2 separate regions of the Salmo salar genome follow, and region 2 is linked to region 1. The links are chromatin contacts, called in public Hi-C maps. All regions are on one chromosome and are shown on one strand. Each heading gives the region's core, a stretch centred on a gene start, on an enhancer-like site or on the middle of the called end of the contact. The rest is flanking DNA. Distances are from core to core; before and after follow the strand shown.

What was found. Hi-C and Micro-C count contacts between places; a contact is called where the count stands out from the background.
Region 2: a Hi-C map of gill shows a contact between it and region 1, with 3 times the contacts expected there. The contact joins the promoter of eif2b5 here to the promoter of LOC106569799 in region 1. A contact is called at or near these places in 3 of 3 Hi-C or Micro-C datasets (blood, gill and muscle).

Annotation. Positions count from the first base shown.
Region 1 is chrssa14:46,377,834-46,382,396 of Ssal_v3.1, reverse strand. It overlaps LOC106569799 (WD repeat-containing protein 48), which reads right to left and starts at 2,583. Exons shown (of 18, transcript XM_014141421.2): 1 at 2,468-2,583; 2 at 1,351-1,491; 3 at 1,083-1,161. The coding sequence starts at 2,515.
Region 2 is chrssa14:46,907,302-46,912,298 of Ssal_v3.1, reverse strand. It overlaps eif2b5 (eukaryotic translation initiation factor 2B, subunit 5 epsilon), which reads left to right and starts at 1,757. Exons shown (of 16, transcript NM_001165302.1): 1 at 1,757-1,966; 2 at 3,728-3,852; 3 at 3,965-4,150. The coding sequence starts at 1,829.

The DNA of each region.
Region 1 (4,563 bases), core at 1,334-3,833:
GAGTGTCTTCATAACCCCGACCAAGTCAGTGGCCTTGTGGTTAGTGTCCGCCCAGAAATCGGAAGGTTGGGAGTTCAATCCCTGGCTGAGGCATACCAAAGACCGTAAAATTGGGACCAAGTCTAGGACCAAAAGGCTCCTCAACAGCTTCTACCCCCAAGCCATAAGACTGCTGAACAATTAATAAAATCGCCACCGGACAATTTACATTGACCCCTCCCTTTTGTACACTACTGCTACTCGCTGTTTATTATCTACGCATAGTCACTTCACCCCCACCTACATGTACAAATTACCTCAACTAATCTGTACCCCCACACACTGACTCGGTACCGGTGCCCCCTGTATATAACCTCGTTATTATTATTTTAGTATACTTGGTAAATATTTTCTTAAATCTTCTTGAACTGCACTGTTGGTTAAGGGCTTGTAAGTAAGCATTTCACGGTAAAGTCTACACTTTTTGTATTCGGTGCATGTGACTAATAAAGTTTGATTTGATGCGTCTCTGTTTGGCACTCAGCATTAAGGAGATAGATGGGGGGGTAAGATAGATGGGGGGGTAAGGCCCTGCGAAAGACTAGCGTCCTGTTCAGGGGGTGTACTTGTACATTAAGCTGCTTCACGCTACAGAAACAGGAGATAGGCTTCTGCTCCTATGAGCTGTTCTGGTTCACTCTACAGAAACAGGAGATAGGCTTCTGCTCCTATGAGCTGTTCTGGTTCACTCTACAGAAACAGGAGATAGGCTTCTGCTCCTATGAGCTGTTCTGGTTCACTCTACAGAAACAGGAGATAGGCTTCTGCTCCTATGAGCTGTTCTGGTTCACTCTACAGAAACAGGAGATAGGCTTCTGCTCCTATGAGCTGTTCTGGTTCACTCTACAGAAACAGGAGATAGGCTTCTGCTCCTATGAGCTGTTCTGGTTCACTCTACAGAAACAGGAGATAGGCTCCTGCTCGCTCATGCAGGCTACCTATTTACTTAGAACCCCACCTGTTTTGGTTGTTAGTGTGTTAGTTCCCCCTTCTGTTTGAGTGACAATTTTTGGTTTCTTGCTGGGGAACATAACAATACTCACATGTCTTTCCATTGCAACAGAGGACGATGTCATTGACCCAGTCTGTATGGTGCTCCATGGAAGCGATGTAAGAGTCCTGCTATGGTAAAATAACATTCACTAAACATAAGTGGTGACATGGCTGGTTTCCCAAACACAGATTAAGCCTAATCGTGGTCTTAAAACACATTCGATGGAGATTTTTCAGGAAACCAGCTCACAAAGAGTTAGGATGGGGATATGCTAATATTAGGATTTATCAAAGGATGACTGGGACACAATACAGTACCTTGTGCTGGTTGACACTCCATATCCTGATGATAGAGTCTCTTCCAGCCGTGAAGAGCCGGTTCAGTGCAGGGTCCAGCTGAAGAGCATTCACCCCATTGCGATTGTACTTCTCCACCTCGTCTCTTATCACATAAGATACCTGCAAATAATGTTGGAGGTTCAATAATAGCCTGAACACACCCCTGCTATAGCATTGGCGCATGCGTGACTAACGCTTTGGCCAAAAGTTTTTAATTTGACCTTTATTTAACCAGGTAGGCCAGTTGAGAACAAGTTTCTCATTTTCAACTGCGACCTGGGCAAGATAAAGCAAAGCAGTGCGACACAAACAACCACAAAGAGTTACACATAAACAAACGTACAGTCAATAACACAATAGAAACATCTATATACAGTGTGTTTATAAGTTGGCTGAGGCTCCATGACTACATTACATTCACTTATGCATTACATCAACTTATCCAGCTAGTTCATCGAGGATCAGTCCGCATCATTAGCTAGCTTGTAAGCTACAGGCTAACGTTTCAAGATCCTAGCTAACGTTAGCTAGCTAACACAGCTTTTTTAATTACCTTTATTTTGTTAGGCAAGTCAGTTAAGAACACAATTTTATTTACAATGATGGCCTACACCGGCCAAACTCAGACGACGCTGGGCCAATTGTGCGCCGCCCTATGGGACTCCCAATCACGGCCGGTTGTGATAGTCTGGATTCGAACTAGGTTGTCTGTAGTGACGCCTCTAGCTGAGATGCAGTGCCGTAGACCACTGCGCCACTTGGGAGCCAGCTAACATGTTAGAATCGCAATTATCAATTCAATGACAATTTACACATACCCCAAGAAATGCAACAATGATTACATAAAATTGTCGCACAACTCAAGTTCATTATGTTACTTTGTTCGAGCAAATCATGCTTCAAATCGTGTGTTTAGCATGTTAGCTAACTAGCATGTACGTTAACTAGCTTGAGATGAGTCAACAGTAACGAGATACGCATTCTTGGATTGCAATTTGCATCGTCTTTCCAAGATTAGTGGTGCACATTGTCACACTATTTGGAATAGTGTGCATTTTCATGTATACAGAGTTGTATTACAGAAATATCAATTGACCTGTACTTTCCTTCGCCCAGCGGCATTCTGTCTGTGGTGGGCCGCCATCTTACATGTTGACAGTCAACCCTCACACGTCACATCCGAGAAGAAACACCATGCACAGATAGAATAATGACACTGATATTTTAACGGATGTAAAAATGTGAAGCATCCGCTTGGCGTTTCCAATCACAAGTAACTATGGCCGGCAGTGGGAGAAGATGGAACGAGATGGATTTTGACCGACATTATGCACATTTTCTCATCGATGAATAATTTGATCTCAATAAAGTTTTATGTATTTAAAACTAGAATATTTTATGAACAGAGTGGACAAAGTTTTGTAGACTTTGCCAAAGTTTTAAAACATAGCATTGTTTAGGAGTGCAAAGGTGAATTTAGGTAGTGCACACGGGCACTTCACAGAGTAGGCGTTGACCAACTGAAACATGCAAATATTTTCTAGAACGTGCCAATAGGATCTTGGTAGCTTGTGCTAGACTCTGCCCACCTCCTTTGCTTGTTCTGCCCACTATGACTCATTTGTTTCTATCGGAAACGACAAGCAGTGATCTATCTTGGATTAGTTATAAAAATCTTTGCTACACGTTCTTCTTCGTCGATGAGGTCTAACGGCGGTTGGCATCCAATAAATGTTGCATTAGCCACCTACTAGACTGGAGTATAACACCCTTATACTTTGCGCGAAAATAATAATAAACAAATACCCTACCATCTAACTCTACACTCACTAAAAACCCACCACCCTACTCCACTATTTAAATCTATTTAGTCCTACCTCAGGACTGAAAGGATGGGACAACACAACTTAACACACCCTGTAACTCTTCTGACGTCAAGTCTCGCACACCCAAAAACCTCTATGCAGCTGCCACCACCACCTCATTTTTCTGTGGCTTACGTTCCATCCCTGCAGTACAGTTGATAACCATTGCTTTAAATGCTAAAAAAAAAATCCTATCTTTCTGAAACATATATCACTCGTGGTTTATCCCTCTGTACTGCTACAGATCTTCTAGTCACACCACTCCTCTCAGGATCCCTCCCCCTTGACCCATCTTCCTCTACTTTCTTCACTGCCTCAGCATATGAGAACTTCTGCACTACTCTAACCCTGGAAACCCCAACCTGCCTCTCTCACATGGGACATTTCTGATCCCCAGCCCCATGGGCACCCCTACAATTAACACATACCACTACTTTCCCCAATGCTACACATTCCTTTGTCTCATGCCCTTCTGCACACTTCTCACACCTAGGAACCTCCCTCCTACACACTGCTGCCACATGCCCAAAAGCTTGACACCTGTAACAACGTAATGTATTCGGAACAAAAGCTCATATGGGATAACTTATATATCCTAACATCACTTTGTCGGGCAAAGACTCAACATCAAAACTTAAAAGGACAGAAAATGACTCTTCTGTTTCACCACTCTCGCCACCCTGTCTGTGTTGCACCAAATGACGAGCATCACAAACACCGGAAATCTTCTCTTTCAGTTGGTAAACTTTCACATTTACCAGTAATCACTCCTCTCAATGGCTCCCTTTCCTTGAAAGCAAAACAATTCACCTCTCCTGTCTCTATTCTTTTAACGCAGAACACCTATTCCCTCTGACTAGTAGAAACACAAACAATTATCACAAGACCACCTCTGGTTACCTCACCCATTCCACGGCACCCAACTCTGTTTTCACCCACCCTGAAACCACAAATGGATCAGCTGAATGGCAAGGGTCCACTTTTAACAAAAATGCCACTCCTACTGTCACAGACTCATCTTTATCCTGACCCTCAGTTCAAGCCTCGGGCTCCGAGAACTTCACCACACCAACCACCTCCGATACTTCGCCCTCATTCATTTCCATTTCTCTTCCTGTCTTCAACTCACTCTGCTTACGCTTTCTAACCATTCTTCTATAACAAACAATCTCCCTTTTTCTGCCATTTTTAACCGACTCAAGCTCACCCTCTTCCTCCCTCTCTTTCTTAGACCTCCTCTGCCTCTCTTTTTCCCTCCTCTGTATTCCAAGTATAAATCTCCTTATGATAATATTGCACTTCTCCTGACATACATCTTGTTCTTGCC
Region 2 (4,997 bases), core at 508-3,007, 530 kb before region 1:
AATCTGTTCTGACTCCTGTGCAGCACTGATTAGTTTAAATTCATTTCTGTCACTGGCGCAGACAAGATGTCTTATATGAGATTTTGCAGTGCTTGGCTTGTTTAGGGCGAGACAGATGGGGGTAGTTGTGAAGTTCCTCTGTGTTCCAGCACATGTGGGAGTAGAGGGGAATGAGGAAGTGGATGTTGTCACCAAACAGGCTCTCAAACATCCTAATGTCAAGATGGAAATGACAATCAATAAAGCAGAAGATAAGGGGTTAATAAGAACAGTGGTTAAAAAAACGGCAAGAGTTGCTGGAACAGTGCGGTAAAGGGACGACGGCTGTATAATTGTATTATTATCTTTATTTAACTAGACAAGTCAGTTAAGAACAAATTCTTATTTACAATGACTGCCTAGGAACAGTGGGTTAACTGCCTTGTTCAAAATGACAGATTTCTACCTTGTCAGCTCAGGGATTTGATCCAGCAACTTTTCAGTTACTAGCCCAATGCTCTAACCGCTAGGCTACCTGCCACCCCAATATCCAGGAGAAGGGAGGAAAGAGTAATCACAAGGCTGATACTGGGACTAACAAGGCTCAACAGCACTTTGAAAATACAGTAGTAGGATAAACATCCAACTGGAAAGTGTGCATTGATGTAGTGGTAAAAAACAACAACATTAGATAAGGGGTTAAAAAAAAAAGAAGGGGGTAAAACCTTTGATCTCCGGTCGTGGTGAAAAAAGTAATGTTTCCTATACTTTCATTCTTTTAAATCGCACAAGTTTGGTAAACTGTTGGGCACTGTTTTAAAACATGCATATTTAAGTACTTAAAAAAAATATATATAAACATTTTTCTCTACTGGAAGTGTGATCACTGCCAGGATGAGATACGAACTGTGGAACACATCCTATTTCAGTGCCAGCAGTATGGGAGGTTTAAGAAATAATGGTATTGAGGAGCCAAGTTTAATTGAGTTGTTAAGATAACCTTCAGGCGATGTTGCATTTCCTTTAAGACCGGTTTTATAAGGGTCTGGAAGAAGAACAAGAGTTCTCAATCTCATAGTCCACACCCCAGTACAGTAGGTGGCGGTAATGCACCATTAACGTTGGATGCCAACCGCTGATAAATCCCACCAAATAAGATGACCGGTCCCAACGCAGACACCGTAGTTGTACCAAAGATTTGTATAACTAACTCAAGATAGACCACAACCTTAATCATAGTGGACAGAACAAGCAAGAAGGTGGGCGAACCAAGCACGATCTAGCGAGATCTTATTTGCACGTTCAAGCAGGTATTTGCATATTTCCGTTAGGGAACGCCTAGAAACATATAGATTTTAGTTGGGAGAAGAGGTTTTATATTTTAGTTTGGGGCAGGTAGCCTAGTGGTTAGAGCATTGGGCCAGTAACCAAAAGGTTGCTGGATCAAATCCCCAAGCTAATAAGGTAGAAATCTGTTGTTCTGCCCCAGAATAAGGCAGTTAACTCACTGTTCCCCGGTAGGCCATCATTGTAAATAAGAATTTGTTCTTAACTGACTTGCCTAGTTAAATTAAAAAAATGATAATAACTGTATTAAGATCAAATGTTTCATCAATGAAAAAATTAGCAGAATGTCGTTCAAAATCCATCTCACTTCATCTTCGGCCACTGGGCTTCCTCTCATCACCATATTTGGTGGTGAGTGGAAATGCCAACCGGATGCTTCAGATTTATACATCCGGTGCAACATCTGGCTCATTGTTCTATCTGTGGTTGTTACTATCTGACGAAAGGTTGTTGAAATTTTGCTAGTAACGTTAACTAGCTACCTAGTTCTCAGACAAACACCATGTCTAGCAGAGGAGGAAAACAGAAGAAAGGTAATGTCACCAGTGAACAGGAGGAAGAGGAGCAGCCGCTTCAAGCTGTGCTAGTCGCCGATAGCTTCAACCGGAGGTTCTTCCCCATCTCCAAAGACCAACCCAGGGTATGCGATGGTGCCATGGCTTAATAGTGCATGCTAGCGCTCGAAAACTCTAGGTGGCAGATGGAACTGAGAGTCATGATCTAGGGCTAAGTGCATGCATGTTATTGTCAATGGATGACAGCGCTAGCATAGCTAGCTAGCTACCGTTCTTGCAAGCAACCTCGTGTTCTTGAAATGCAACATTTCATAACAATTATGGCCAATGTGTTTTCCTCCTAACTAGTTAGTAATATTCGTGGTAGAAAATCTGTGGGAGACACATGTCAACAGATCTCGTCTGTAGTTTAGTTAGGTAGCGAACCAGCAATTGTATCACTGTTCCAGATGGCATGATAAATGATCATCTCTTTAAGTGGGACACCATCAGATCCATGTAGCTGCTAGACTAATCGTGACAAAAGCACAACAACAATGTTCATTTATTAATCCTGCTAGTAAATGGACATTGGTAAAAAAATATATATATATATATATGTTTTTAACTTGTCCAACAAGCTTTCTCTACCCTTAACCTTGTTCTGAACACCTCCAAAACAAAGGTCATGTGGTTTGGTAAGAAGAATGCCCCTCTTCCCACAGGTGTTATTACTACCTCTGAGGGTTTAGAGCTTGAGGTAGTCACCTCACACAAGTACGGTGTACTGTCCTTCTCTCAGCACATATTAAAGCTTCAGGCTGAAGTTAAATCTAGACTTGGTTTCCTCTATCGTAATCGCTCCTCTTTCACCCCAGCTGCCAAAATAACCCTGATTCAGATGACCATCCTACCCATGCTAGATTACGGAGACATAATTTATTGATTGGCAGGTAAGGGTGCTCTCGAGCAGCTAGATGTTCTTTACCATTTGGCCATCAGATTTGCCACCAATGCTCCAATAGGACACATCACTGCACTCTCTACTCTTCTGTAAACTGGTCATCTCTGTATAATCGTCGCAAGACCCACTGGTTGATGCTTATTTATAAAACCCTCTTAGGCCTCACTCCCCCCTATCTAAGATATCTACAGCAGCCCTCATCCTCCGCATACAACACCCATTCTGCCAGTCGCATTCTGTTAAAGGTCCCCAAAGCACACACATCCCTGGGACTCTCCTCTTTTCAGTTCGCTGCAGCTAGCGACTGGAACGAGCTGCAACAAACACTCAAACTGGACAGTTTTATCTCCATCTCTTCCTTCAAAGACTCAATCATGGACACTCTTACTGACAGTTGTGGCTGCTTTGTGTGATGTATTGTTGTCTCTACCTTCTTGCCCTTTGTGCTGTTGTCTGGGCCCAATAATGTTTGTACCATGTTTTGTGCTGCTACCATATTGTTGTTATGTTGTGTTGCTACAATGCTGTGTTGTCATGTGTAGCTGCCTTGCTATGTTGTTGTCTTAGGTCTCTCTTTATGTAGTGTTGTGTTGTCTCTCTTGTTGTGATGTGTGTTTTGTCCTATATTTATATTGTATTCATTATTTATTTTTAATCCCAGGCCCCTGTCCCCGCAGGAGGCCTTTTGCCTTTTGGTAGGCCGTCGTTGTAAATAAGAATTTGGTTCTTAACTGACTTGCCTAGTTAAAGAAAATTAAAATAAAGTTGCCATCATTCTGGTCATCAGTCTAATCTTGGAATCCAAATATCACGTGAGTGCTAGCCAGCGTCACTCAGAACTTCAGATTTCCCGACACCATCCTAATGCTTTTATATGTGAGACTCCAAACCTGATGGTCATTGTTGCGCTCATCACATCTCTGCTGTGTTTTGTACCATCCAGGCTCTCCTACCGTTGGGCAATGTGGCCATGATAGACTACACCCTGGAGTTCCTAACATCCACTGGTGTTCAGGAGACATTCGTCTTCTGCTGCTGGATGTCCAATAAGATCAAGGACCACCTGCTGTAAGAACACACACACACACTCTGACCAGGAAAAACTAGTCATAGACACTATTTAGGGCCCAAACACACACAGGGTTTTCTCAATATAAATGTTTCCTCATCCTCCCAACAGTAAGTCCAAGTGGTGTCGTCCCACCTCTCCAAACGTGGTCCACATCATCACCTCTGATCTGTACCGTTCCCTCGGCGACGTGCTGCGGGATGTGGACGCCAAGAATCTGGTGAGGAACGACTTCATCCTGGTCTACGGAGACGTCGTATCCAACATCGACGTCAGCCAGGCCCTACAGGAGCACCGGTCAGTCACCTTTGACCCTTGACCTTAGACAACAGGGCTGGAGGAAAAGCCAGCACACCCAGCATCTCTCCAGGAGGAGGGTTTGAGTGGCCAATCCTCATGAGTTGGCTAAACCTCATCCTGGAGAGCTACATATACCTATGAAATGTCGTTTGGGTCTTTGTGAGTCAAAAAAGATACATTTGACGTGTCAAATAAGCTTGTTGACCAATCAGGACCTGAATATGACTGCACTCCACATACATTTTTTTTACGTAGTTATTACACATTGATTACACTATCACTCGTATTTAATGTCACAACGATTCAGCGATACGTATGCTATGATGCTGGTAAAGTTATCTCGCGCAGTTACAGTGCTGGTCATAAAAAAAGCTAGCTAGCTGAGGGATGCAAACAAGGTTCTTCCGTAAAAACAGCAAAACGACATCTGTTTCAGCTAACTATATAGCTAGGTGTCATCATCTAAAATAACCCTAATTTATAACACAGTTCTTAATTGATTAATGGTGGTCGGACCCAACTGTGTGAAGCTAGCCACAATGTTGATTAGCCACAATAGTGGACTTTGCGGTTTGCCTTTAAAATAAAAGTATTTTATATTTACCTTTATTTAACTCGGCAGGTCAGTTAAGAACAAATTCTTATTTTCAATGACGGCCTAGGAACAGTGTTGTTCAGGGGCAGAAGAACAGATCTTTACCTTGTCAGCTCGGGGATTTGATCTTGCAACCTTTCGGTTACTAGTCCAACATTCTAACCACTAGGCTACCTGCTGCCTCAAAATAAAAGTATGTCATTGACAGTGTTGCAAATTAATACAAATAGTAGATTTATGCCATAATTG